Linked DNA regions of Mus musculus: regions 1, 2, 3, 5, 6 and 7 are each linked to region 4. A link is a contact called in public ChIA-PET, HiChIP or PLAC-seq and promoter capture Hi-C data. All regions are on one chromosome and are shown on one strand. Each heading gives the region's core, a stretch centred on a gene start, on an enhancer-like site or on the middle of the called end of the contact. The rest is flanking DNA. Distances are from core to core; before and after follow the strand shown.

The links. Promoter capture Hi-C pulls out the DNA fragments that hold promoters and counts their contacts. ChIA-PET counts read pairs in DNA pulled down with a chosen protein or histone mark. HiChIP or PLAC-seq counts read pairs in DNA pulled down with a chosen protein or histone mark.
Region 1: a promoter capture Hi-C map of liver shows a contact between it and region 4, with 3 times the contacts expected there. The contact joins the promoter of Btnl2 here to the promoter of Tnf in region 4. A contact is called at or near these places in 1 of 39 promoter capture datasets (liver) and 1 of 115 datasets of contacts at active chromatin or transcription factors (bone marrow-derived macrophages).
Region 2: a contact with region 4 is called in a promoter capture Hi-C map of liver, with 2.4 times the contacts expected there. The contact joins the promoter of Prrt1 here to the promoter of Tnf in region 4. A contact is called at or near these places in 4 of 39 promoter capture datasets (liver, neutrophils and pre-B cells), 3 of 115 datasets of contacts at active chromatin or transcription factors (bone marrow-derived dendritic cells, bone marrow-derived macrophages and pancreatic cancer cells) and 1 of 9 other capture datasets (pancreatic islet).
Region 3: a contact with region 4 is called in an RNA polymerase II ChIA-PET map of memory CD8 T cells, with 7 read pairs. The contact joins the promoter of A930015D03Rik here to the promoter of Tnf in region 4. A contact is called at or near these places in 2 of 115 datasets of contacts at active chromatin or transcription factors (memory CD8 T cells and pancreatic cancer cells).
Region 5: an RNA polymerase II ChIA-PET map of memory CD8 T cells shows a contact between it and region 4, with 14 read pairs. The contact joins the promoter of Mrps18b here to the promoter of Tnf in region 4. A contact is called at or near these places in 2 of 115 datasets of contacts at active chromatin or transcription factors (memory CD8 T cells and pancreatic cancer cells).
Region 6: an HNF4G HiChIP or PLAC-seq map of pancreatic cancer cells shows a contact between it and region 4. The contact joins the promoter of Rnf5 here to the promoter of Tnf in region 4. A contact is called at or near these places in 1 of 39 promoter capture datasets (cranial neural crest), 1 of 484 Hi-C or Micro-C datasets (B cells) and 1 of 115 datasets of contacts at active chromatin or transcription factors (pancreatic cancer cells).
Region 7: a contact with region 4 is called in a FOXA1 HiChIP or PLAC-seq map of pancreatic cancer cells. The contact joins the promoter of Ppp1r18 here to the promoter of Tnf in region 4. A contact is called at or near these places in 2 of 39 promoter capture datasets (hippocampal neurons and liver) and 1 of 115 datasets of contacts at active chromatin or transcription factors (pancreatic cancer cells).

Annotation. Positions count from the first base shown.
Region 1 is chr17:34,353,175-34,356,597 of GRCm38.p6, forward strand. Btnl2 (butyrophilin-like 2) reads left to right here and starts at 1,648. Exons shown (of 9, transcript NM_079835.2): 1 at 1,648-1,896; 2 at 3,043-3,126. The coding sequence starts at 3,048.
Region 2 is chr17:34,627,972-34,631,195 of GRCm38.p6, forward strand. It overlaps Prrt1 (proline-rich transmembrane protein 1), which reads left to right and starts at 1,593. Exons shown (of 4, transcript NM_030890.2): 1 at 1,593-1,733; 2 at 2,662-3,200. The coding sequence starts at 1,715. It also overlaps a transcript of Ppt2 not described here.
Region 3 is chr17:35,992,704-35,995,823 of GRCm38.p6, forward strand. It overlaps A930015D03Rik (RIKEN cDNA A930015D03 gene), which reads left to right and starts at 1,801. Exons shown (of 2, transcript NR_015618.2): 1 at 1,801-1,857.
Region 4 is chr17:35,200,256-35,203,660 of GRCm38.p6, forward strand. Tnf (tumor necrosis factor) reads right to left here and starts at 1,752. Exons shown (of 4, transcript NM_013693.3): 1 at 1,400-1,752; 2 at 829-883; 3 at 603-650; 4 at 1-308. The coding sequence starts at 1,585. Lta (lymphotoxin A) reads right to left here. Exons shown (of 4, transcript NM_010735.2): 4 at 2,910-3,405.
Region 5 is chr17:35,914,447-35,917,969 of GRCm38.p6, forward strand. It overlaps Mrps18b (mitochondrial ribosomal protein S18B), which reads right to left and starts at 1,994. Exons shown (of 7, transcript NM_025878.2): 1 at 1,846-1,994; 2 at 250-358; 3 at 46-143. The coding sequence starts at 1,917. Ppp1r10 (protein phosphatase 1, regulatory subunit 10) reads left to right here and starts at 2,750. Exons shown (of 19, transcript NM_001163818.1): 1 at 2,750-3,270. Mir1894 (microRNA 1894) reads left to right here and starts at 3,443; the gene lies at 3,443-3,523.
Region 6 is chr17:34,601,671-34,605,010 of GRCm38.p6, forward strand. It overlaps Rnf5 (ring finger protein 5), which reads right to left and starts at 1,891. Exons shown (of 6, transcript NM_019403.3): 1 at 1,664-1,891; 2 at 621-639; 3 at 415-527; 4 at 264-318; 5 at 71-188. The coding sequence starts at 1,803. It also overlaps a transcript of Agpat1 not described here.
Region 7 is chr17:35,865,101-35,868,256 of GRCm38.p6, forward strand. It overlaps Ppp1r18 (protein phosphatase 1, regulatory subunit 18), which reads left to right and starts at 1,515. Exons shown (of 3, transcript NM_175242.1): 1 at 1,515-3,156. The coding sequence starts at 2,135. Nrm (nurim (nuclear envelope membrane protein)) reads left to right here. Exons shown (of 4, transcript NM_134122.2): 4 at 1-300.

The sequences.
Region 1 (3,423 bases), core at 398-2,897, 850 kb before region 4:
TCTGAGGGAGAAATAGCCCTTGTATCCTTCTTAATATCTAGTCCTCCCATCCCGCACTTGGGACCTTGTCTAGACTCACTGCCTTCATCAAGACCAGTAGCTTCAAGCTAGATGGAGCAGGATTCCCTAATCCTGAGAGGGAAGAATCAGGGAAAAGCACCTTGCATGCTGTGCTGTTACACTGTTACCTTGCATGCTGTGCTGTTACACTGTTACCTTGCATGCTATGCTGTTACACTGTTACCTTGCATGCTGTGTTGTTTGTTACACTGTTACCTTGCATGCTGTGCTGTTTGTTACACTGTTACCTTGCATGCTGTGCTGTTTGTTACACTGTTACCTTGCATGCTTTGCTGTTTGTTACAGTTACCTTGCATGCTGTGCTGTTACACTGTTGCCTTGCATGCTGTGCTGTTACACTGTTGCCTTGCATGCTGTGCTGTTACACTGTTACCTTGCATGCTGTGCTGTTACACTGTTACCTTGCATGCTGTGCTGTTACACTGTTGCCTTGCATGCTGTGCTGTTACACTGTTGCCTTGCATGCTGTGCTGTTACACTGTTACCTTGCATGCTGTGCTGTTACACTGTTACCTTGCATGCTGTGCTGTTACACCGTTACCTTGCATGCTGTGCTGTTACATTGTTGCCTTGCATGCTGTGCTGTTACACTGTTGCCTTGCATGCTGTGCTGTTACACTGTTGCCTTGCATGCTGTGCTGTTACACCGTTACCTTGCATGCTGTGCTGTTACACCGTTACCTTGCATGCTGTGCTGTTACACTGTTACCTTGCATGCTGTGCTGTTACACTGTTGCCTTGCATGCTGTGCTGTTACACTGTTACCTTGCATGCTGTGCTGTTACACCGTTACCTTGCATGCTGTGCTGTTACATTGTTGCCTTGCATGCTGTGCTGTTACACTGTTGCCTTGCATGCTGTGCTGTTACACTGTTGCCTTGCATGCTGTGCTGTTACGCTCTTACAATGAAGAACAAACATTCTTCTAAATAAGTTTAAAACTGCTCTTCCCAGCTCTTGAAAGTGGATCTGGAGACCCCTCAATAGTGTGAAAGAGAATTTAGGGGATCCCCAAGAAGGACTGAAGAAAGAAGAGCACATAACAGGGGTGTCCAAGGCCCTCCATTACTAGCCATGCTCATTGTACCCACACGCTATATCAGAAAGCTTATTACATTTCTTGGGTGAAGCCTTTGTTTTCCAGTAAAAGAGAAAGAACAAAGAAAAAACACACAGGCACCTTGGCCTGATGTTCTGGTCTTGGACAGGGAACATCCCCTCCTAGACTTGGTTTTCTACTCAGTAGGGTGAAGGTTGAGTATCTGATAGACAGTCATGCTCTGCACTCTGAGGGTCCACAGACTCCGTGTTGTGAGAGAGCTTGGCCCTAGATGGGGAATCATAGAAGTTCAGCAAGCTGAAGGACAGGACAAAGTAGCCATGATTTAGGCCACTGCCAGATGTCAGGTCACCTACCTGCTGGACAGGGCATGGAGCAGGGTCCAGCCTGCGTGCTGGTGTTCTGAAGAGATAAGGGTCAACATTATCACTGTGTCTAGAAGGCTAGATGAATCAGAACAGAGCCCAAAGTCCACCTGCCTTCCTTCTGAGTTTCACTTTTGAGCAGAAGGTAAATGTGCTGCTCTGACTGGAGCCTCATTTTAGACTGACCCTCGGGGACTCAACTCTGCCTACAGATTGACACCATTCAAATCTTCCTTCACGCAAACTGGTGACGCTTCCACTTTCCTTGCCTGCTCCATCACCAGTCACTATGCTCTCCTGTCCTTAGACACCTGCTATGTGAATGAAGGACACACTTGTGACTGGGTGAGACCAACAGCCTCCATTTCACCCTAAAGGAAAGAGCAACAGGTGAGTGGCTTGGAGAGTCTCTCATGAAGGATGGACATGGGAGTGGGGGTGGGGTGGGGAGGAGTCAACTAAGATGAGGAAGTAGGTAGAGTCAGCATCCTGTCAGGAAATGGCTCTTACTTCCTGTTGATCTCCACTGCACATTTTTTAGAGAGTAGTGTTTTGAGACAGACTCCCACTCTATAGCCAATGCCGGCTTCCAACAAATGGCAATCCTCCTGCCTCAGCCTTCTGGGTGCTGAGATTATAGTGAGCTACCACAACAAGCTGAGTTTTTCCTCTTTTTAACATCATTGTCTCTTTAGCTCAGGACTGATTTTTCTTTCCAATCAAAAAACTTCCTTCAGCTCAGGTTGGCCTCAAACCAGACATTGTCTTGCCTCATCCTCTTCAGTATCTGCCTCCTGGTGTATGGAATTTCAATCTCAGGATTCACGAGAGGTAGAGGAAGGACTTCAAGGTCATCCTTGGCTGTGTTGCAAGTTAGAAGCCAACTGGACTAAGTGAGACCTGAGGGGGAGCCTAAGGGATAACGTACAGTGTAACTCCATCGTGAGAGTTCAAATGTGAGTGAGTGAGTCAGCTGTGATCAACAACTGAAAAGAACGGGGCCAGGCCATGATCTGATGATGACAGGTTTGGTGCTAGTTGTCTATTAAGATAGCATAGCCATCAGAAGTCCTAGTTTGCTTGCTATTGCTGTGATAAATATCAAGACCAAAAGCAACCTAGGAAAGAAAGGGTTAATTTCATCTTACAGCTGGCAGACCACTATGAAGGGAAATCAAGGCAGGAACCCAAGCAGTAACCTGGAGGCAGACACTGAGGCAGAGACCATGGAGCAACACTGCTTGCCCTCTGTGACTTGCTCAGCTTGTTTTTTTACATCATGCAAGCCCACCTGCCCAGGGGTGGCACTGCCCGCAGTGGGCTGGGTCCTTTCCCATCAATCGTTAATTAAGAAAAATTCCCCCACAGATTTGCTCATAGGCCAATCTGATGGAGGCAGTTCCTCAGTTAGGATCCCTTTTCTCAGATGACTCTAGCTTCTGTCGAGTTAACAAAACAAAACAAACAAAAACCAATGCAGAAACTGCAAGGCATGGTGGGTAATCACAGCTGTACTTTCTTCTATGTTTGCTCCAGGGAGGATGGTGGATTGCCCACGGTATAGTCTATCTGGCGTGGCTGCCTCCTTCCTCTTCGTCCTGCTGACTATAAAGCACCCAGGTAGGGTCCCTTCCTACCCACCCCATCCCCACTTGCTGTCATGCCCCTCAGTTCTAAAATGCACAGTCTCAAACCCAACCTGACAGTGCAGTACAAAGGGGTGCGGGCTCACACTGGCCTTTCCACCCCTCCCCCACCTCCCCATCCCCTGGCTTTGGAAAGCTTCTTGACTTAGTTGCTCATCTCTTGGGTGCGAGTGACAACTTTAGGCGGCACTGGAAGTCACCTGGAAAGCGCAACTGGAATCCATAGCTGGAGCATGCTCAGTTTTCACACAATACTCAACTCTGCGGGGAA
Region 2 (3,224 bases), core at 343-2,842, 570 kb before region 4:
GGAGACGCCGAGAGTCCTCCAGGCCCCTCAAGTGAAGTGCAGCCTGACCCAGTTTCTCTGGCCCTACTTTTATCTCCGCATTCACGACCCACCCTCCCGGACCCACCTTATATGGGCGTGGGGCCCCGTGGGCTTCAAGGACTCACCACAGGATTTCCACCAGTCTTTCAATCCTGAGCGACCCCGACAAACTGCTCCTCAGATCCCTGCGGGCTGCTGGCGACACAAACCCTGCCAGTGCAGGCAGACTTCCTCCCCGCTGCGGGCGCTGGCACCACTCGGCCTACCCGTGACCCCTACGGCGCGCCGGAGTGCCAGGGAATAGCCTTTATCCGTCAGTGCTTTTACTTAGCAATTAAATAAGTTTGCAGGGTTTCTGAGCTTCAAGGCCTGTACTCAGGGACTTTGTTTAATCTGAACTTAATAAAACCAGAAGCGTGTATTGAAGATGGTGTGGGAGGGATGGGTCCAAGGTTCCCTCTGATCCATGCACGGTTGAAAAACCAGAACCACCGGTATGAGGCCGTGGGTAAAAATTTCTCAGACCTGGAACGGGCTCAAGCCAGGGCTTTGGAGACTGCTCTCCAGGACGCCACCAGAGGGGCTTTGTCCTAGAGCAACTGTCTCTGGAGAGAGTTGGAAAATCCTAAAGGGGTGTTTCTGATTCTCCTGCTAGGTTTCTGCAAAAAAGGCTCAACTGGTGTAACCTCTGTAGAGGGCCTATCCTTACCCCACCTCCCCACCCACGCCCTTACAAGACACAAAAAGCAAATAAAAAGAGTGGAAGTCACCGCTGTGTCTTGGGTTGACTCCGGGGGTGGATCTGCGTCTTGGGGCAGGAGGAGGGGGGAGAGAGGGAGTGCTTTAAGGAGAGGTTGTGACTGCTGACTGGACCAAGAACTCTTCAGCCCCCAACAAGCACGCTTTTCCAAACCTGCCTGTCACAAACAAGCAATTAGAGCTTGCTTCCCTCTGATGAAGCATTTCAGCTTCTTATAACCCTAGAGAAAGAAGGTACCTGTGTACCCCCACAGGCGCTTTCTTTTTCTCCTTTTCTTTAGCCACAGTCAGCATCTTACCTCTATTGTCAGGCTGTATATGGGGGAGGGGGGGTCTGAACCTCTTGGTTCCACTCTTTGTACAGTTCTGTCTCACACCTGGAGAAACCTAGAACTATCTTGCAGGATGTTCTGAGGGAAACTGAGGGAGCAACCCCATGGATGAGCAGGGACTGCTTGAACGGGGTCTGGAGATAAGTGTGGTAAATCCATTGAGCTGGCTTCTTCTCACAATATAATCACTACAGCGAGTCTTTGCGGGAGAGGCTCTAGAGATTTCTCCCTCCCTCCCTCCTTCTCTTAGTCCCACCCGCCTTGCCTGGTCTTGCCTCCCGGTTTCCATGACAACTCCAAGGGAGCTAAACTGGGGGCTTGACTGCCAGGGTGAGAGGAGGAAAGAGGTGGTCCAGAAGCAGAGAGAAACCGAGTTTTTCGGGGGGAGACTTCTGAAGCTCTCCCCCATCCCTGCCTCGGTCCCTTTAAGCTCCCCCCCAGCCACCCCCCCCCCCCAACACACACTGTCTTCATCTCTCCATTTCCGCGCTGCTGCTGCTACCGCCGCTGCGCCATCCCGGACTGAGACACTAAGACTCCTGCGCCAGCAGTCAGGGGGCCCTGACTCCAGCTTCAGAGACCCTGTCCCAACGATTGCAAACATGTCGTCAGAAAAGTCAGGTAAAAAAAAAACTATATATATATATATCCCTCCCCCAACCCCCTCTGTCATCTCCTACCTAACCTCCACTTGCCCTAATCCCCTTCTTTGACCCCCTCTGGGATGTTGTGTGGCTCAGTTCCATTCCTTCTCTCCATGCATACCCCACCCCCTCCCCTTTCTATATCCCATCCTTCTCTTCCTTCGGGTCAGTCTGCCTCTGTCCCTTGGTCCCTTGTCAACAACATGGGGGGGGGGTGCAGTTTTGAAATGGAAAGGGAGGCAGAGCCAGGTTCTGCAGGGACATCATCCCTGGGAGTGACAGATGGACAGTCACCGGTTCAGTGGCATGGAGACACCCAGTGGAAAAATAACGGAGACTTAATCAGACTGGGTTGTTGGGAAAGTAATATCTAGAAGACAATTTTTTTTCTTCTTTGAGATGAGATTCCCCTCTGTAGCCCAGGCTGGTCTTGAACTTCCCAGTTCTTCACCCTTCCCCGGCTGCTTCACAAGTACAAGGATTACAGGCATGAACCACTATGCCTAGTCCCAGAAGCTTTGTCATGGACCTTAACGGAGGCCCATGAGATTCCCAGGTAACTCCACCTGAAGCAAAGTGGAAATGTTAAACTGAGCGTGCATGACCCCTGTGACACGACCACATGTGCAGGAAGAGGGGACAGCTGGCTCAGAGACAACCCTGAATGAGGGTTGTGGTTGACAGCAGCGGAGCCTGGGAGGAGCTGTGACAGTTGTGACGGCAAAACTAGATTGGGGCCAGGTGGCCTACATACAACCCCTTCCCTGACCCCAAAATGGGAGATGTCGTCTCGGCTGTATCTCCCTCGCTCTTTCTCCATCTCTTGCTGTCTCATGTCTCTTACCCTTCTGATCTCTGCTGTCTTCTCTCTCCCCTTATCCTCTCCTCGGCTTTTCCATGGCCAGGCCTTCCAGACTCGGTTCCCCACACTTCACCGCCGCCCTACAATGCCCCCCAGCCACCGGCCGAGCCCCCCATCCCGCCCCCACAAACGGCCCCATCCTCACATCACCACCACCACCACCATTACCACCAGTCTGGCACCGCCACCCTCCCGCGCTTAGGAGCAGGTGGCCTGGCCTCTGCTGCGGCCAGTGCTCAACGCGGTCCTTCGTCTTCCGCCACGCTACCGCGGCCCCCCCACCATGCCCCGCCCGGCCCCGCCGCTGGGGCTCCCCCACCCGGCTGTGCTACCTTACCCCGCATGCCACCCGACCCTTATCTGCAGGAGACTCGCTTCGAGGGTCCACTTCCCCCACCACCGCCTGCGGCCGCCGCCCCGCCCCCACCAGCGCCTGCCCCGACGGCCCAAGCCCCGGGCTTCGTGGTTCCCACGCACGCGGGGGCGGTGGGCACGTTGCCGCTGGGGGGCTACGTGGCGCCGGGCTACCCGCTGCAGCTGCAGCCGTGCACTGCTTATGTCCCTGTGTATCCGGTGGGCACGGTGAGTGTGGGGCTGATAAGATCT
Region 3 (3,120 bases), core at 551-3,050, 790 kb after region 4:
ATTCCAGAGCTTGGAAGGCACAGGCAGATCTCTGAGTTTCAGTCCAGCCAGAGCTCCACCATGAGACCCTGTTGGAAAAAAAAAATAATAAAAATTTAACCCTAGGACTAAAAGGCAGGGAAATAATTGGCTGTAGACCACTGTGTTTGCAACTTGGACATTTATTTGGAAGGGGAAAGTGACCAGAGGGTTTTATAGCCATCCTAGAAGGAAAATGAACCAGAAACAGTGGGGGAAAGACTGTTTGACTGTTTGATAGATGGACAGGCTGTTGGATTGCTTCTCTCTCTCTCTCTCTCTCTCTCTCTCTCTCGTGTGTGTGTGTGTGTGTGTGTGTGTGTGTGTGTGTGTGTGTGTTGGTGATGGAGTTGTAGAGTAAGGGAACAGAGTGTAGCATGGCTCTAGTTTGGCATGTTTGTTATGGGCGATCTCCAGAGACAATATATGCAGACAGTATATGCAAGCACAGCTTGGGGAAGAGATGCTGGCTGGAGACATTGGGCACCATCAGCATAGAGGTGGGAGGAGAGGAATAGGTCATCTTCAGAGTGTAGTGTAAGCTGAGAACCTGTGTAGGAAGAGAGGAGAATTTGCAGGCGTCTTACTTCTTGTCTGGGAAGAGGAGTAAGCCAGTTAGAGAAAACCAGGAATGTAAAGGGGAGGGAGGAGAGAAGGCCCAGAGGAAGACGATGGAGGTTGAAGGTAATTGGGTTGGGGGTGGGGGGTGGGCAGGGTCAGGGTGGCATTGAACATTGTGGTGCAGTGGACCCATTGAAGAGATGAGCTTGAAGGCCCCATATAGCGGATAGAGGTGCAGGCATTGGAATAAGGATGTAATTGTCAAGTAATTTGGCTATGGGGTGGAGAGAAGGCTCAGCAATTTAGGAGCACTTGATTCTCTTCCAGGGTTTCTAGCATTCACACCCAGCAGCTCACAACAGCCTATAACTGGTGGTGACGTTCAGATAGCTGTGCGGCTACAGCTCATCTTTATGTTGAAATATTATGTATCAGTAGGTAGTAAGTAATGAGTAGCTGCAACAGCAGGAAAAACACTTGGAACTCAAGATCCCCACAGCCTTGGGTAAAGGGTCGGTCCACCGCACCTGCGACTCCGCAGTGCCACCTGCTGGTCAAGATGCGTCATGGCTGCGCAGAGGAAACCCTGACGTCGCGCGACGTTCGATGGAGCTGGGCTGTGGTGCACCCCTTTAACCCCAGCTTTTCAGGCTGAGACAAGAGGATTGCTGTGAACAGATAGGCTATCCTGGGCTAAATAACAAGACCTTATCTCATACCACAAATAAAAATTATCTTAGAGCTATTGCGTTGCTGCTGTTTTGAAACCGTTTAGCTTCGTTCTTCTACTCGTAGCAGATTTCAATGGTTGGAAAAAGTCATTTATTTATTTATTTATTTATTTATTTATTTATTTATTTATTTATTTATTTATTTATTTATTTGGTTTTATTTTTTGAGACAGGGTTTCTCTGTGTAGCCCTGGCTGTCTTGGAATTCACTCTGTAGACCAGGCTGGCCTCGAACTCAGACACCAACCTGCCTGCCTAGTGCCGAGTGTTAGGATTAAAGGTGTGTGCCACCACGGCCAGCTCGAGATAATTTCTAATACCATCTGACAGTCCATTCTTTGGGTGAAATGGTCCCCCATAGGTTCAAGTGTTTGAACGGTCGGTCCCCAGCTGCTAGCGGTTTTTGGGGAACCTTTAAGAAGGTGGAGCCTTGATAGCGGAAGTCCCACCCAACGGGTGAAGAAGACGGATGTGTTTCGCCCGTGGGCTTGGCTTTGCGTCTAGTCCGGCGTCGCAGACCGGTTTCGCCATGTCTCTTCCTCAAACGGTAAGCCCACGAAAACCTTTTAAAGTCGCTGTTTGTTTGTTTTGGTCAGAAATGTCGGTTATCAAATCTAGAAAAGCGTACAATCGTCAAGCCTTCGCAACTTGAAGCGCCTACTATAGTATTTTTCATTTTAATTTTCTCGGCTCAACTAAGCTTACTTAGTAGATTTATTCATTCATTTCAGGACAGGTTTTCTCTGTGTAGCCCTGACTTTCCTGGAGCTCGATCTGTTGACTAGGCTGGCCTCGAACCCAGATCTATCTGCCTAGGCCTACGGAGTGCTGGAAATAAAGACCTGCACCACCATGCCCGGCCCTCATTAGATTTTAATTTCCCCAGCTTTATTTATTTAGGTGTAAGTGACAAAAATTGCACACGTTTGAAATATATAACGTGGTGTGTTAAAACACATTGTTTAGGGCCGCGGAGGTTGCTTAATCGGTAAAGAGCTTGCTTTGTAGCACAGGACCTCCGAGGTTGATCATCGGAAATCGCTTTAAAAATGTGAGCGTGGTGGCTTGTTATGAAAACCCAGCTGGGAGGAAGACAGGCCGATCCCCGGGACTACTCGGGACTACTCGGTGAACCGCAGTAGCCTAAGTAGTGAGTCTTAGAGGAAAAAAAAATGGAGGCTGTGTTAGGAAAGATACAGTTGTCCTCTGGTCTCCACTCTTCACACCTTATAAAGGGAATGGTGGTAGGCACGGTGTCTCACTCCTTTAATGCCAGCATTCAGGAGGTGGATTTCTGTGAGGTCAGGATGAATGAGCCATGGAAGAGATTAAGCCAGTTACTCAGAGAACTCGATATTGGTTTTTTTTTTTTTTGGAGGGGGGGGGACTGGGGGGGGGGCGGTCTTGCTATGTAGTAGGGTCTGGCCTGGACTCTGTCTGCCTTTGCCTATTGAACGCTAGGATTAAAGGCATTCGCCACCATGTCTGGTTGAAATGAAGTTCTTGATGTGTTAGAAGTCTAATAAGCAGGGCTGGAGAGAGGGCTCAGCAGGTAAGAGCACCGGCTGCTCTTCCAGAGGACCCAGGTTCAGTGTCCAGCACTGGTGGCTGCATGCAGGCAAAAATATTCATACATTGGATCCTGGGTGGTCACAGGAAACATTGTTTAATGAAAGTTGCTAGCCCAGATCACATTCTTGCTGAGTTGAAATTTGGTGCTGGTAGTTCATAGCATGTCCGTACACAGCAGGGAAAATACAGATGGTATTATCCGCCCGAGAAGATTGCTCAGACATGGGTTTAAGCCACT
Region 4 (3,405 bases), core at 502-3,001:
TCCCAGGTATATGGGCTCATACCAGGGTTTGAGCTCAGCCCCCTCAGGGGTGTCCTTGGGGCAGGGGCTCTTGACGGCAGAGAGGAGGTTGACTTTCTCCTGGTATGAGATAGCAAATCGGCTGACGGTGTGGGTGAGGAGCACGTAGTCGGGGCAGCCTTGTCCCTTGAAGAGAACCTGGGAGTAGACAAGGTACAACCCATCGGCTGGCACCACTAGTTGGTTGTCTTTGAGATCCATGCCGTTGGCCAGGAGGGCGTTGGCGCGCTGGCTCAGCCACTCCAGCTGCTCCTCCACTTGGTGGTTTGCTGAGGGGGGGGGGGAGGATTGAGTCAGTGTCACCCTCTTAGTTCACACTCCACATCCTGAGCCTCAGCAGCTACCCACACTTCACTTCCGGTTCCTGCACCCTCTGTCTTTCCACATCCCATTGGCTATGAGGTCCCGGGTGGCCCCCTGATGCCTTGCTTTTGAGTCACTGCTCTGACTCTCACGTGCTGTCTCTAAGAGCTCTGTCTTTTCTCAGCCTGGCTCGACACCCCTCAACCCGCCCCCCAAAATCATGCCCCTTCATTCTCAAGGCACATGTAAAGAAATCTTACCTACGACGTGGGCTACAGGCTTGTCACTCGAATTTTGAGAAGATGATCCTGGAGGGGAAGAGACAAAGGCAAGGATGAGCCTTTTAGGCTTCCCAGCAAGCATCTATGCACTTAGACCCCTTTCCTCCCAAACCAAAGCTTTAAGTTCTCCCCCCACCCCATCTCATCCCATGCCTAACTGCCCTTCCTCCATCTTAAATTAAGAGAGAGGTGTGGGAACACTTACTGAGTGTGAGGGTCTGGGCCATAGAACTGATGAGAGGGAGGCCATTTGGGAACTTCTGTGTAGGAAAAGGAGGTTAGTTAAGACAGACTCACCCCAAAGGAGAAGCCTCCCGGCTGATTGCCCCGCTTACAGTTCCTCTTTGCCCCACCCCACCCCCCAGCTTTGTGTTTTTCTTCTTCATTCATTCATCTGTCCAACCCACGGCTTCTTTCTGCGGTGCCCTCTGTGCTTGATCTCCCGTTATCTCCCCTTCATCTTCCTCCTTATCTCTCATGCCTCTCTCATTTCTGTCTCTGAGTTTTATCTCTTGCTTATCCCCTCTTCCCCTGGCCACATCTTTCCAGATCTCTCCACGTGTGAACACACTTGTTCGTTCATTCATCTCTCTGTGCATCCGACGAAGGATGTTTAGTCAGCTGGACGCATGGGTCCGAGGTCCTGACTCTGTCCCCTCCACACTCTCCTCCACCTTGCCCTGCCCATTAGCCCACTTCTTTCCCTCACACTGTCCTTCTTGCCCTCCTAACCCGTTTTGCTTGTGAGCGAGAATAAGGGTTGCCCAGACACTCACCTCATCCCTTTGGGGACCGATCACCCCGAAGTTCAGTAGACAGAAGAGCGTGGTGGCCCCTGCCACAAGCAGGAATGAGAAGAGGCTGAGACATAGGCACCGCCTGGAGTTCTGGAAGCCCCCCATCTTTTGGGGGAGTGCCTCTTCTGCCAGTTCCACGTCGCGGATCATGCTTTCTGTGCTCATGGTGTCTTTTCTGGAGGGAGATGTGGCGCCTTGGGCCAGTGAGTGAAAGGGACAGAACCTGCCTGGTTGGCTGCTTGCTTTTCTGGGAGCTATTTCCAAGATGTTCTGGAGTTTCTGTTCTCCCTCCTGGCTAGTCCCTTGCTGTCCTCGCTGAGGGAGCTTCTGCTGGCTGGCTGTGCAGACGGCCGCCTTTATAGCCCTTGGGGAAGAGGGCGGGGAAAAGCTCTCATTCAACCCTCGGAAAACTTCCTTGGTGGAGAAAACCATGATCTCATGTGGAGGAAGCGGTAGTGGCCCTACACCTCTGTCTCGGTTTCTTCTCCATCGCGGGGGCAGAGGGTTTGGAAAGTTGGGGACACCCAGGCATCAAGGAATCTCCTCCCCGTCGTCCCCACCAGGATTCTGTGGCAATCTGGGGCCAATCAGGAGGGTGTGTGTGTGTGTGTGTGTGTGTGTGTGTGTGTGTGTGTGTTGTATAGGACCCTGAGAACTGAAACCCATTTCTTCTCTGTCCTCCAGAGCTAATCATTGTCTGTTTCTTTGTAGAAAGACCATGCCTGTGTCTATTTCCTTTTGATTTCTAAATGGGACATCCATGGGGGAGAACTTAGCATGGGGGGGTGCTTCTGAAAGCTGGGTGCATAAGGGGGGAGACATGATATTGAGGAGGGAAAGCCCCCTGTTTGAGTTCTTGGAGGAAGTGGCTGAAGGCAGAGCAGCTTGAGAGTTGGGAAGTGTGCATGGGCTTTGGGAGGGCTGGTGGGGGGGGTAATGGGATGAGTATGGGGCAGCCCCAGAGGGAATGAACTCAGCCCTGGGAATTCACGGACCTCACAAGCCTTCTCCTTTCACTCTGATCATGAGCTCAGGCTGCTGCTTTGGGTCCCTGCTCCCAAGTGAGTTTTCCACGGAGCCTCTGCCATATCTTGACTGCGGTACATCAACTCAGACATTTAGGTCCCACAGCCCTGCTTCCAGGATTTCTCCCAATCCGTATGACTCCCCGGTCTTCCAAGGATTCCCCTCCCCCACCCTCCCACTCCTAAACACTCTCCCACCCTCCAGTGGAGTCACTTCTCCCCAGAACCCTCATCTCTCTCCACCCTTGGATGGATCTCCCTAGCTCATCCTTTGGGTCTCCTCCGGCAGTTAAGCTGCCTCACTCCCGTGAATCCACCATGTCTCTGGGAGCTGCCTGCTCCTCATGTCTCTTTGCTCTGCCCGGATCCCATGGACCAACTGAGGCCTCTGTCCCCTGCTCCACTCCTTAAAGAGACCAGGAAGTTTCTCCCCCAACGCAAGACAGACACAAGCAGACAGAATCTCAGAGAAAAGAGGTTTATTGGGTTTCACAGATGGTGCAGGGGGTCCCTGTGGATGTCTAGCCAAGCAGTGGCTGGCTTTTAGAGCTTCGTGCTTTCTTCTAGAACCCCTTGGTCACCCACATCTAATTCTCTCGCCATCTCTCTCTTAGATGGGTCCTGTCTGAGGTGAGACACCTTTGTGTCTGGGACCTAGTTGTCATCTGACGGCTTTCTATTTTTCCCCTCTTTCTATTCTCTATAAATAAATAACTTAACTTTTCTCTCCATAAATAGTCAACCTTCCCCTGTTCCCAGCCACCTCTCCCATGTCTGTCCCTCCTTCATGTCCAGGTCTCTGTCCGACCTAGACCCACAAAAACCCTGCTCTGTGCAGGAACTTCTAGGTAGGCTTGAGTCGTCCCCTGAGCATCTGGAGTGGCCCTGGGGAAGATGTAGTCCCCTGAAGTGTCTCAGACTCCCGTGAGAGCTCCAGGTTATTTTAGTGGGGAAGGCTGG
Region 5 (3,523 bases), core at 744-3,243, 710 kb after region 4:
GAGGCCTCTTCCCACTCTATTAAGATGAGAACCTTAGAAACTCACAATACATGTCTTTCGGGTCCGCTGTGGTGGCACACCACCTTTGTGGTTGCGGCGGTAGTCAGCCCAAACAGGGCGAGAGCCATAGCGGTTGTGGTATTCTGAAATCAAGACCAGATGAGTTTACTTATGCATGCGAGAGTGGAAGGGGTCTTCTCTAGACACTTCGGGCTGCATCTTCCCCTCCTTTCCCCTAGCCTCAGGCACCTTCTGAATCCAGGTACTTCCAAGGCTCGCTCTCATATGGGGAAACGGGAAGCGAGGATGGAGCATCTTCTTCAGGAGGGCCTCTGGTGCAAAGAGTCTGGAGGGGAACCTAAAAAGGGAGTAAGAGGCTGCAACTATTTGGTTTATCATACACTGGGGACAGAGTTTGGAACGTGTGCACAAAATGTCAGTATAACTCATCAAGAAAATAGCATTTCTGCTATGAAAGTAGCATTTCTGTTGATGCTAAACTGACAACCACTCTACCTAGGGCCCCAAGCTGACCCTGCAGGATAAGCCAACAAGGTAAAAGATGTTAGTGGGATGTGACAATTTAAAAACCTTGGCATACAAATATCTGCGTTTGATGAGCACTGGTTGGTTATGGTGTGAAAAAAATGCCAAACTTTTGGAAATAAGATTGATAATGGCTGTCAAGATGGCTCAGCGGGTAAGAGCAATCCCAGCAACCACAAGGTGGCTCACAACCACCCATGAGCTCTGACAACCCCTTCTGGTGTGTCTGAAGACAACTACGGTGTACTTATGTATAATAATAAATAAATCTCTTAATAAAAAAAAAAAAAAAGAAAAGAAAGCTGGGCGTGGTGGCGCACACCTTTAGTCCCAGCACTCCGCAGAGAGGCAGAGGCAGGAGGATTTCTGAATTCAAGGCCAGCCTGGTCTACAAAGTGAGTTCCAGGACAGTCAGGGCTATACAGAGAAACCCCGTCTCAAAATACCAAAAATAAATAAATAAAAAGAAAACACAAAGATTAATAATGGAGAGCTGGGCATGATTCATACAGATGAGAAAACCCCAAAGTCGCTGCGCTGATCAGTTTCTTAAAATGCTGCAGGTCAACATTCCACAGAGCAAAACAAATTTGCGTCCTAACGCTAGCTTTAAAGCCACCAAGCCTGTTATTACTTCGGTGGTAACCTCTGTCACTACTCTGTAGTCCCATTTTAGGGAGTGGCGTCGAGACAAGCCTTCCTATTCCTCCCTGCCCTGCGGAGAACCTCCAGGGTGGTGAGTACCTGAGGCTAAAGGGCAATCTCAATCCAGAGAGCAGAATGATCTCAAGCATGCTCTGATGGGGAAATGACGTGTGACGAGGTGGAGTAGGACTAGTGTACTTGCTTTTAATTCCATAATCTGGGAGGGAGAGGTAGAAAGCTCAGAAAGTACCTATGAGACCAACCTGGGCTGTCTCCCGAACACCGGGGAAAATCCTTAAAATAGGGTCCTTTGCTAAAAAAAAAACAACAACAACAAAAAAAAACCAAACACGTCCTGGGTGCCACTTCAGGCACCAACGACCTGGTTACAAACTGCCCATTTCCACAGGGGCAACCCCACCATTTAGTTCTTTTGCCTAATGGTAGTCGGGAGACGACGATGATAACCCGTAACCCTGGCTCTGACCCGAACGCTCGGTAGTTAGAAATCGCGCGCCGTAGGGGACGGAGGCTGGTGCAGGGCTGACACGTAGACATGTGGGAAAACCCATGCCCCTTGACTCCTCCTAATGGAAGGAAGATCGAAAGTATAGACACCACGGGGAGGTAGAGAAAACCCCTCCAACGTTTTACCTGAGCTACATAGGAACTTCGTAAGAGTGTAGGAACCAGCTTTAGAAGCGTGTGCCGCAAGGGGGCAGCCATCTTGACGCACACCGGACGTACGGCCTGCCGGAAGAGCGACTGCGCATGCTCGGGACACGCACTAGGGTGGGCCAAGGACACGCCCCGCAATGCGGAAGGCGGCTGCTCACATGTCTAAGGGCGGAAGCGTCAAGGGGCGGGGTCCACAGACGCGAATTTAAACTGCGTCACAATCGAACCAGCCTTCAAAATTGCATTTCTCCCGGACCAGTCACGATGAATCCTAGATTCCATGGTTAGTGTCTAACATGAAAGCAGATTTGATTGCGATTTTAACCAGGGTGCTCCCAGTGCGCATGCGTCGGGCCGTTTCGGCCAACCGAGGGCGACCCCGGGTCGCCGGAGCGGAAGTGGTGGAGGCAGAGGAAAGGGAGGTGCCGGACGCGGCGATCACGCGCTGGCGTAGAGGTGATAGCAAGGAGACGGAAGAGGGGAACCGAGGGAAGGGGGCTTCGGGAAGGTGGAGGAGGGACGTCCAATCCGCGGGCGACCCGGCTCGCACGCTGGCCAATCAGAGTTCGCCTCGCGCACAATGTGTCCCGGCGAGGGCGGTTCTCCATCACGTTAGGGTGCGTTGGGCGGTGGCCGGGTATAAAAGACTCCGCCCGAGCGGGCGGCCGCCATTCTGGGGTTCGTTTAGAGGTAAGTTTGGGTGCTCCGTCGCTTTGGAGGGTAACGTTTTGCCGAGAGCGGGCCGGGGGAACGGGGTGGTTTCGGATTTAATGGGCAGCCACGTTTTTCCCTAATGCGGCTGCGTCCTGCGACAACTTTGAAACGTTTAAAGGCGACCCGTACTGATTACACCTTCCTCCTTTTGTGTTCCTTTTACCCCAGGTTGAATTTTCTCGGAGAAAGACAGGCCGGCCATCAGGAAAACAAACAAGCCTCAGCAACATCTAAACCCTTGAAAGGATCCTGAGAGGGGGGAAAGGGAAATCAGCCACCAGCCCAACCACTCGTGTCTTCTGCCCCTCCCCACCTATCTTGCCCACCCCACCAGCCCACGCTGCTTGGGACTTGAGATCTGTGGCCGAAGGACCGTCACCACATAACTTCAAAAATAATCAACCACCTTCCCTGCCCAAACCTACCCAATCTCACTCATCCAGCATTTCCGTTTTGGAATCCACTCAGACTTTTTTTTTCAACGACCCCCTCTCCCTAAATGGAGTTGGGCGGGGGGGAAATGAAAACTGAGTTGGTCTTTACTTTTTTTAAAAGAGACTTTTTGATCCAATGAGGCCCCACAAGTAACTGAGTTTGGGTCCTGGTTGGTTGCTTTATTTTTTTTCCTCCAAAATTTTACCCCTCCCCCCTGAGCCCGAGGTGCTGACGTCGCAAAAAAATTGGATAGTAAGTGTCGAATTTTCAAAAACCAGCCTTGAACAAGAAATCAACGTTTCCCGTTGTGAAACCAAAAATAATGAGAGGAAGAAATGAGACCATAGAACAAATGTAGAGTACTGGAGAGAAGGACCAATCGGGTCTCTTAAATCTCCATTAAAGGTCCTGTGGGTCTAAACAGTCTTTGTTCTCTCTCCCCTACCACCTGCCTCTTCCCTGCTGTGGAGCAGGCAAGGGAGAGGGTGAAGGGAGGGCCAGCCAG
Region 6 (3,340 bases), core at 641-3,140, 600 kb before region 4:
AAGGGAAAAGAAAGCTTCAGAAACATGTAGGGCCAGGAGAGGGCGCGGGGAGACTTGGGAAAATCCTTACCTGCGCCTCTTCTGAAAGGTTCATGGGCATTGAACACGGTGGTGAAAAAGCCAAAGGGGAAGGCACCGACACCAAAGGAGAAGTGGAATCCCCCGGCATCACCAAATGGCTGGAACCCCTAGGGAGGCAGGGAAGATGAGGGAAGCCCATAGGCTTGGGCAAAGGAGGGACACGGCTGGACAAGGAGACTCACCCCTCTGCTCTCTGGAGCTGGTCGCTGGCCCTGAGGGCGGGGTGGAGTTTTCAATCTGAGAGGAAGGAGAGAGGCAGGCAGCACCTTTCACACCCTGTCTCGGGATGGGACAGAAGCCTGCAGCTCCCCTCAGCATCGTGTTGGGTCTCACCTGGGATCCTGTGGCTTCTGGCTCCCTCGCCCATAAAGAGGGACGACCTTCTCCCTGCTGATGCCAGCTTTACACACCGGGCATTCTTGCCGGTCTGGCCGGGTCTCCAGCCACTGCAAAGGAAATATGAAGTGTTTTCAAGTACAAAGAGCATCTCGGAGCTCCTTGACCCTCCCTGTTTCCCAGTCCACCTCATGAACACATACCTGGTGAAGACAGGGCCAACTGGATGAAAAACAAACAAAAAGCACACGTCAAACTACAGAAGAGAGCTGCAGACCCCAGAACATGGAAGCCCACCCACCACCTGTCTCCCAGGCACTGCTGCTCTACTGCTCCATTTCTCTCCATATTCCCAACAGCTTCTAGCATACTTGCTAACTTGACTTTTCCAGCTTCTTGCCTTTGATACTTGACATTTAAAGGTACTCACATTGGGTCCTCAACATCCTCCACACATTTGATCCTTTTCTCTCTTCCGGTGTCTCCTCTCTGTCTCTCCCTGTCTGTCTCCCTCTACACACACACACACACACACACACACACCTTCAACCTCCCCCTTTCTGCCTCCGAACTTGACTTCCCAATTCAACAGGTTTCCTTTCAGCCTGAACTCCATTCTTGCTCCTAATCCTCCAGACTCCCATGGTTTTCAGACACCCACATTGTTCCTCTCCTCCTTACTTCAAGCTCAGTAAAACCCCTCTCTCCATGACCCTTCACCCTCTCCATCTTGTCCTTACACAATGCCATTGTCTTCAGGTTTGACAAATCACCCCCTCCCACATCTCATCTTAATATGACCCACATCTAGGTCCATAGTCCCTAGATCTTCCCTCCTCCTCCGACAGGCACATCCCCTAAACTGAAAAGTCTCTCATCTATTTTATCTCAACACCTGGGTAGGTCTAACGGGGTACTGTGGTTCAGGTCTCGAATGGAGGAATATGCAGCGTCCCCCATTTCCCATTCCTCCTCATAACATACCATGCACCAGCTCATAGGACCCTCCCTGGAAAGATATCTCATTTGCACAGATGTGACCCTTCCCGCACCCCCACCCCATCTACATACATCAGCAAAGACACAAGTCCTCACTTTAGGCCTCCCCTACGTGTATGTGGGGAGGTGGGGTGGGACATATGCCCTCTGGTCATCTGAAAAAAACTGCATGGTCCCCGCTCTCGGCCTCCCCAGCACAAAGACGAACCCCGCCGCCTCACCCCAAGCCCCTGACTCGGATTCTCACCAATACAGGTGGCCACACACGCTGACCACAGCTTCGCGAGCTGTCTCCAGACATATATTACATTCGAAGGTCGCGCTCGCCCCGCCCCGCTCGCGATTTGGCCCTTCGGGGCCCCCGTCTTCTTCCTCCGCTGCTGCCATGGCAAGTTCTGCTTCGCCCCCACGTAGCCCTCAGTACCCCCAGGCACACACACATATACACTAACACAGGGCACACACACAGGCACACACACACTCACGCCCCAACAAAGCAGGTCCGCCTTCGGCCCAGGATCGTTGGGCAAACTTCAAGTTTTTCTCATCATTATTGGTCGAGGTACCTGCCAATCATATAGAATTCAAAGGACACGATTGATCCAAAGAGTGGGGGCGGAAAAAGGTGTGTGTGGGGCCCCTACCCTTGCACGATGATGATTGGCTGATAGGGCTTCAGTAACTATGCACTGCCGAGGGATTGGTCATAATGAGCTAGGCCTGTGTTGTCACTCAGCTAAAGAGGCTTTGATTCGTCAGTTCAGCTGCCAGTCATAACCAAAGCTCAGAAGGGATTGGCTCAGGCCTACAGAACTCGCCCACCATAAGCCTCTTTTTTTCCTTCTCTTCCTCTTTCTTAGAAGGTCCGGGTTCCTATTGGACTTTAGAGCGAATGGTTCCAAATCAAATGATTGGCTGGCATGACACGGAAGAATGAGCATGCGCAATAAGCGGGGGGGGGGGGCGTGGAATAGGCCAACCCAGACGAAGGCGGTGTCGACTCCAGTCCCGCCCCTTCACTCGCTCTCTCTCGTCACCATGGCAACCCCTCCGCTATTGGCGGGGCCTTAGGTTCAAAGGCCTCGACTCGGCCTTATCCGGGTCTTTCCGCCCGGACTCTCTCCGCTTGATTGGGCGGTTTACTCCGCCGCTGATTGGCCGAGATCTGGAGAGACGGTGCAGAGCTAAGGGGGGAGGGGGAAGGGCAGAAGTACCAGGGTCGCAGGGTTCAAGATGGCTCCGGCCTCCTTGGGTGACGTAGAGGGAAGACCTTGGGTCCGCCCCTCCCTCTCGGAGAAGCGGGGAGCAGAGCTGGGGTTAGCCCGACGCGTGGATGGTGCGGCCGTCGGTCTGTGGCGCCGGTGTTAACCCCACTCTCTCGGTTGGACGACTTAGCCTCTCTAGGTGATTCTCACAGCAGGACCGAGCCAAAGGCCCACCGTTGTAATGTGACACAGCAGACCACAGTGGACCCCCACTCCGTCCTAAACCTTACAAGCAGAAAAGGACTGGTTCCACCCTCTTGGGAGTGGGCGCCCAAAGGACAGAGGCCGACCCCTAGGTGACCCGCCGTAGAATGGGGTAGATCCGCCCCTTCCTTGTAGTTTGCCCTGCATAGATTTGGATCTTTTTCCTGGCTGGACGGCTGGCAGCTAGGGCCTTTCCAGCACTCAGTGACCCTCACTATGGCCCAAGGCCCAGAATTAGGTAACAGTCCTCGCATTCGCAAGGGCTCTTCACCAAGCCATGTAAATCACCCAGGGCAAAGGTGTCCATGGGCGGGAGACGAGAACACGCTAGCTAAGGATTATTCAATACCTTGATAAAGGACCTGTGTGACTGAGGAATAAAGAAAGGTGAGAAGCTGGGACTCTCTATAGGAGGAGGTACGGAGAAGCGAGGATCTGGAGTATTGAAGAGGTTT
Region 7 (3,156 bases), core at 265-2,764, 660 kb after region 4:
CACTGGGGAGCACTCACTCCCCTGGCACTGTTATTGGCTCTGCACCTCAGGGATTCCCTTCCATGTTTCCACCTCAGGGAGCTATGTCAGGGCCTATCTGAAAGTTTATAAGTAGTGGCTCTTTTGTACCGCGGCTGTGCTTCCTCCCCACTCCTGCCTTAGTTTCTCCTTAGGTCTTTCCCTACAGCTCTGTGTGGTCTCCTAAGGCGACGTCTCCCGATTTTAACTCGGGTTGACTCAGGGCTCCCTGCTCTCCCAAAGGATATGCGCTGCAGAAAAAATAAAATTTTATACATATGATATCCACTTGTCTGTCCATGACTCTCAAGCCGCAGAACCAATTGTGGGAAGGAAGATGAGACCTAGTTTTTGCGGTGATAGCCGAGCACTCTAAAACGATCGCAAGGCTGGGGCCACACCCCATGGACCCGCCCCATCTCTCAGTCGTCCAGTCCTGTTCCCTCCAAATATTAGTTTCTCCGCGTATAAATCAGGGAACCCACGGGAGACAGAATAACTCTCTGGGAGGAGAGCGAACTCCCAAAGCCATTTTGCCTCAGACCCCAGGGCCTGGCAGCCGCCTTCTCTGCCACGGTAACAAAGACTGGCTAGGGAAAGAAAAAGCGTGGGGAGGAGCGGCGAGAGATGGGAAGGGCGGGTCCGACTCCAAGCAGCTGCCGCTTCCTCCCCATGTCCCTCAGGGGGCCTGAGTCACGGGCCGCCGCCCCGGGTCGGCCAGCTGGAGAAGTGGGTCTGGACACCCCGCTTCTTCGGGGCTGCAAGGAAGGAAGCGGGTGAAGGTCTCTGGAGACAGACAACGGAGAGCGAGGGGATAGCCACAGCAAGAGAGAAGTCCCACCAGAGTCCACGCGGGAAGGAGGGCAGCGAAGCCCCGCCCTTCGCCGGGCTCCTCCCTGCGCCCCCTTCCCTCGCCCCATTGTCCGTAGACAAAGCGGTCGCCGCCCCCGCCTGGCCCCCAGTCTGCGTCTCCGTCCCTCCTCTTAGGCTCCCTCTTCCCTCCTCCTCTGTTTCCCTCCCTCCCTCCGGATCTCCCTTCGCCTCTCTCCTCCTCTTCCTCTCTCCCGACGCCTGACTCCACTGCACCTCCTCCTAGGGACCCCGAGGCGTGTAAGTTGACTATGTGGCTCCCACTTTAAGAGAAGTGCCTCCTGGCTCCAGATCTTCCCTGGAGTGTCTCCCCTTTTGCATAGATTGTCCCTTCAGTTCCCTCTGGTGCACAACCCTTTGGGTCAAGGTCCCCTGAGAGCCGGCTCCCTGGTTGGGGAAGACAGCAGAGGCGTGATGTGGGTCCTCGTCGCGCCCGAGTTCTGGAGCGTATCCGGTGGGGAGGCCGGCGAGATTGTAGGGACTGAACGCGGCTGGACGCCAGGGTTCTGGGAATGTACGGGGCTGCACACTTGCTCGGGTACCAAAAGTCCCCAAGGAGGGTATTTCCCCTGACCCGCCTCGGGGGCGGGAAAGACAGTGGGGTAGGGGCCGGACTGAGGGGCGGGGCCGAGCGCAGCCGGGAAGGCAGCCGGGAGCTGCGGGGGCCCCGTGCGAAGAGGCGCCGGCGCCCTTGCCTGTTTCCCGGTCTCCCCTTCTACCCTGGACCTCTGCCCTCTACATCTGTCCTCACCTCCTCACCTCCTGCCCGATCTCCTCGCCCTTCGCCGTCTGGTTCCCTGTTCTTCCCGTTTATCTCCCCCTGCGTACCGGGGGAGGCAGTCTTGACTGAATCCGCTCACTTCTCAGCCCCGGCTCCTCCGGCTCCTCTCTCTCTCCTGCTTTTCCTCTCTCCCCTTTCTTATATCTTAGGGACGGTCTGGTGCCCACAAACCCCAATCTAGCTCTGCCTCTGCCCGGAATCTCGACTCTTCCTCTCCCACTATCCCCACCCCCAACTTGGCACCCAGCTTTTCTCTTCAGTTTTTCAGTTCCTGACTCTTTTGCTGTCCTTCCTTTCACGGCCTTCCTCTATCTTCATTCTTAATTCCACTGTCCCCTCCTGCCCTTCTTCGTCCCTTCCCGCATCACTTCCTCCCCCAACCCCCATTCTCAGTCTCCGGGCTCCTCTGAAGCTTACCCTTCCTGTTCCTGTCCCCCAATACTCTCTCCTTCACTTCCAGTGACCATGACCGCTATCCCAGATTGGAAGCTACAGTTGCTAGCCCGGCGGAGGCAGGAGGAGGCAGCGGTTCGTGGCCGCGAGAAAGCAGAACGGGATCGCTTGTCCCAGATGCCAGCCTGGAAGAGGGGAATCCTGGAACGACGCAGAGCCAAGTTGGGCCTGCCTCCTGGAGAGGGGAGCCCTGTGCCTGGGAATGCTGAGGCTGGACCTCCAGACCCAGATGAATCTGCTGTCCTTTTGGAGGCTATTGGACCAGTACATCAGAATCGATTCATCCAACAGGAGCGACAGCGGCAGCAGCAACAGCAGCAGCAGCAGAGAAACGAGGTGCTTGGTGATAGGAAGGCTGGGCCTCTGGAGGTTCTAGAAAGGAGATCAAGTCCTGGTAATTTAAGAGATCAGAGTCCTAAGGGAAGAGAGTCCAGAGAAGAGAGGCTAAGTCCCCGGGAGTCCAGAGATAGGAGGCTGGTGATAGGGGGAGCCCAAGAGTCAAGTTCGAGGTCTCTTCGAGACTGGAGGCAGAGCCCAGCAGAGGCCAGAGACCTGAGTTCCAGACCAGCAGAGGCTCAGAAATGGAGGCTGAGCCCTGGAGAAACTCCAGAGGAGAGTCTGAGATTAGCGGGTTCTGGAGATGACAGTCCCAAGAGAAAGGAGGTGTTGGAAAGCATTCTGAGCCCTGGGGAGCCTGGTGACCAGAAGGCCAGCCCGACAGATGTCCATAAATGGAATCTTGACTCAAGAGAACCCCAGAAACAGAGCTTGATACAGCTGGAGGCCACAGAGTGGAGGCTGAAGTCCGGTGAAGAGAGGAAAGACTACTTGGAAGGGTGTGGGAGAGAGGAAGAGAAATTGAGTTCAGGGATTGTTCCGGTGACAAAGGAGGTTCAAGACATCACCTCGAGCGAAGTGGAGACTGCTGAGCAGAGACCCACTGAAAGCTGGAAATGGACCCTAAACTCTGGGAAGGCTCGAGAACGGACGACCTGGGACATAGATACACAAACTCAGAAGCCAGATCCTCCAGC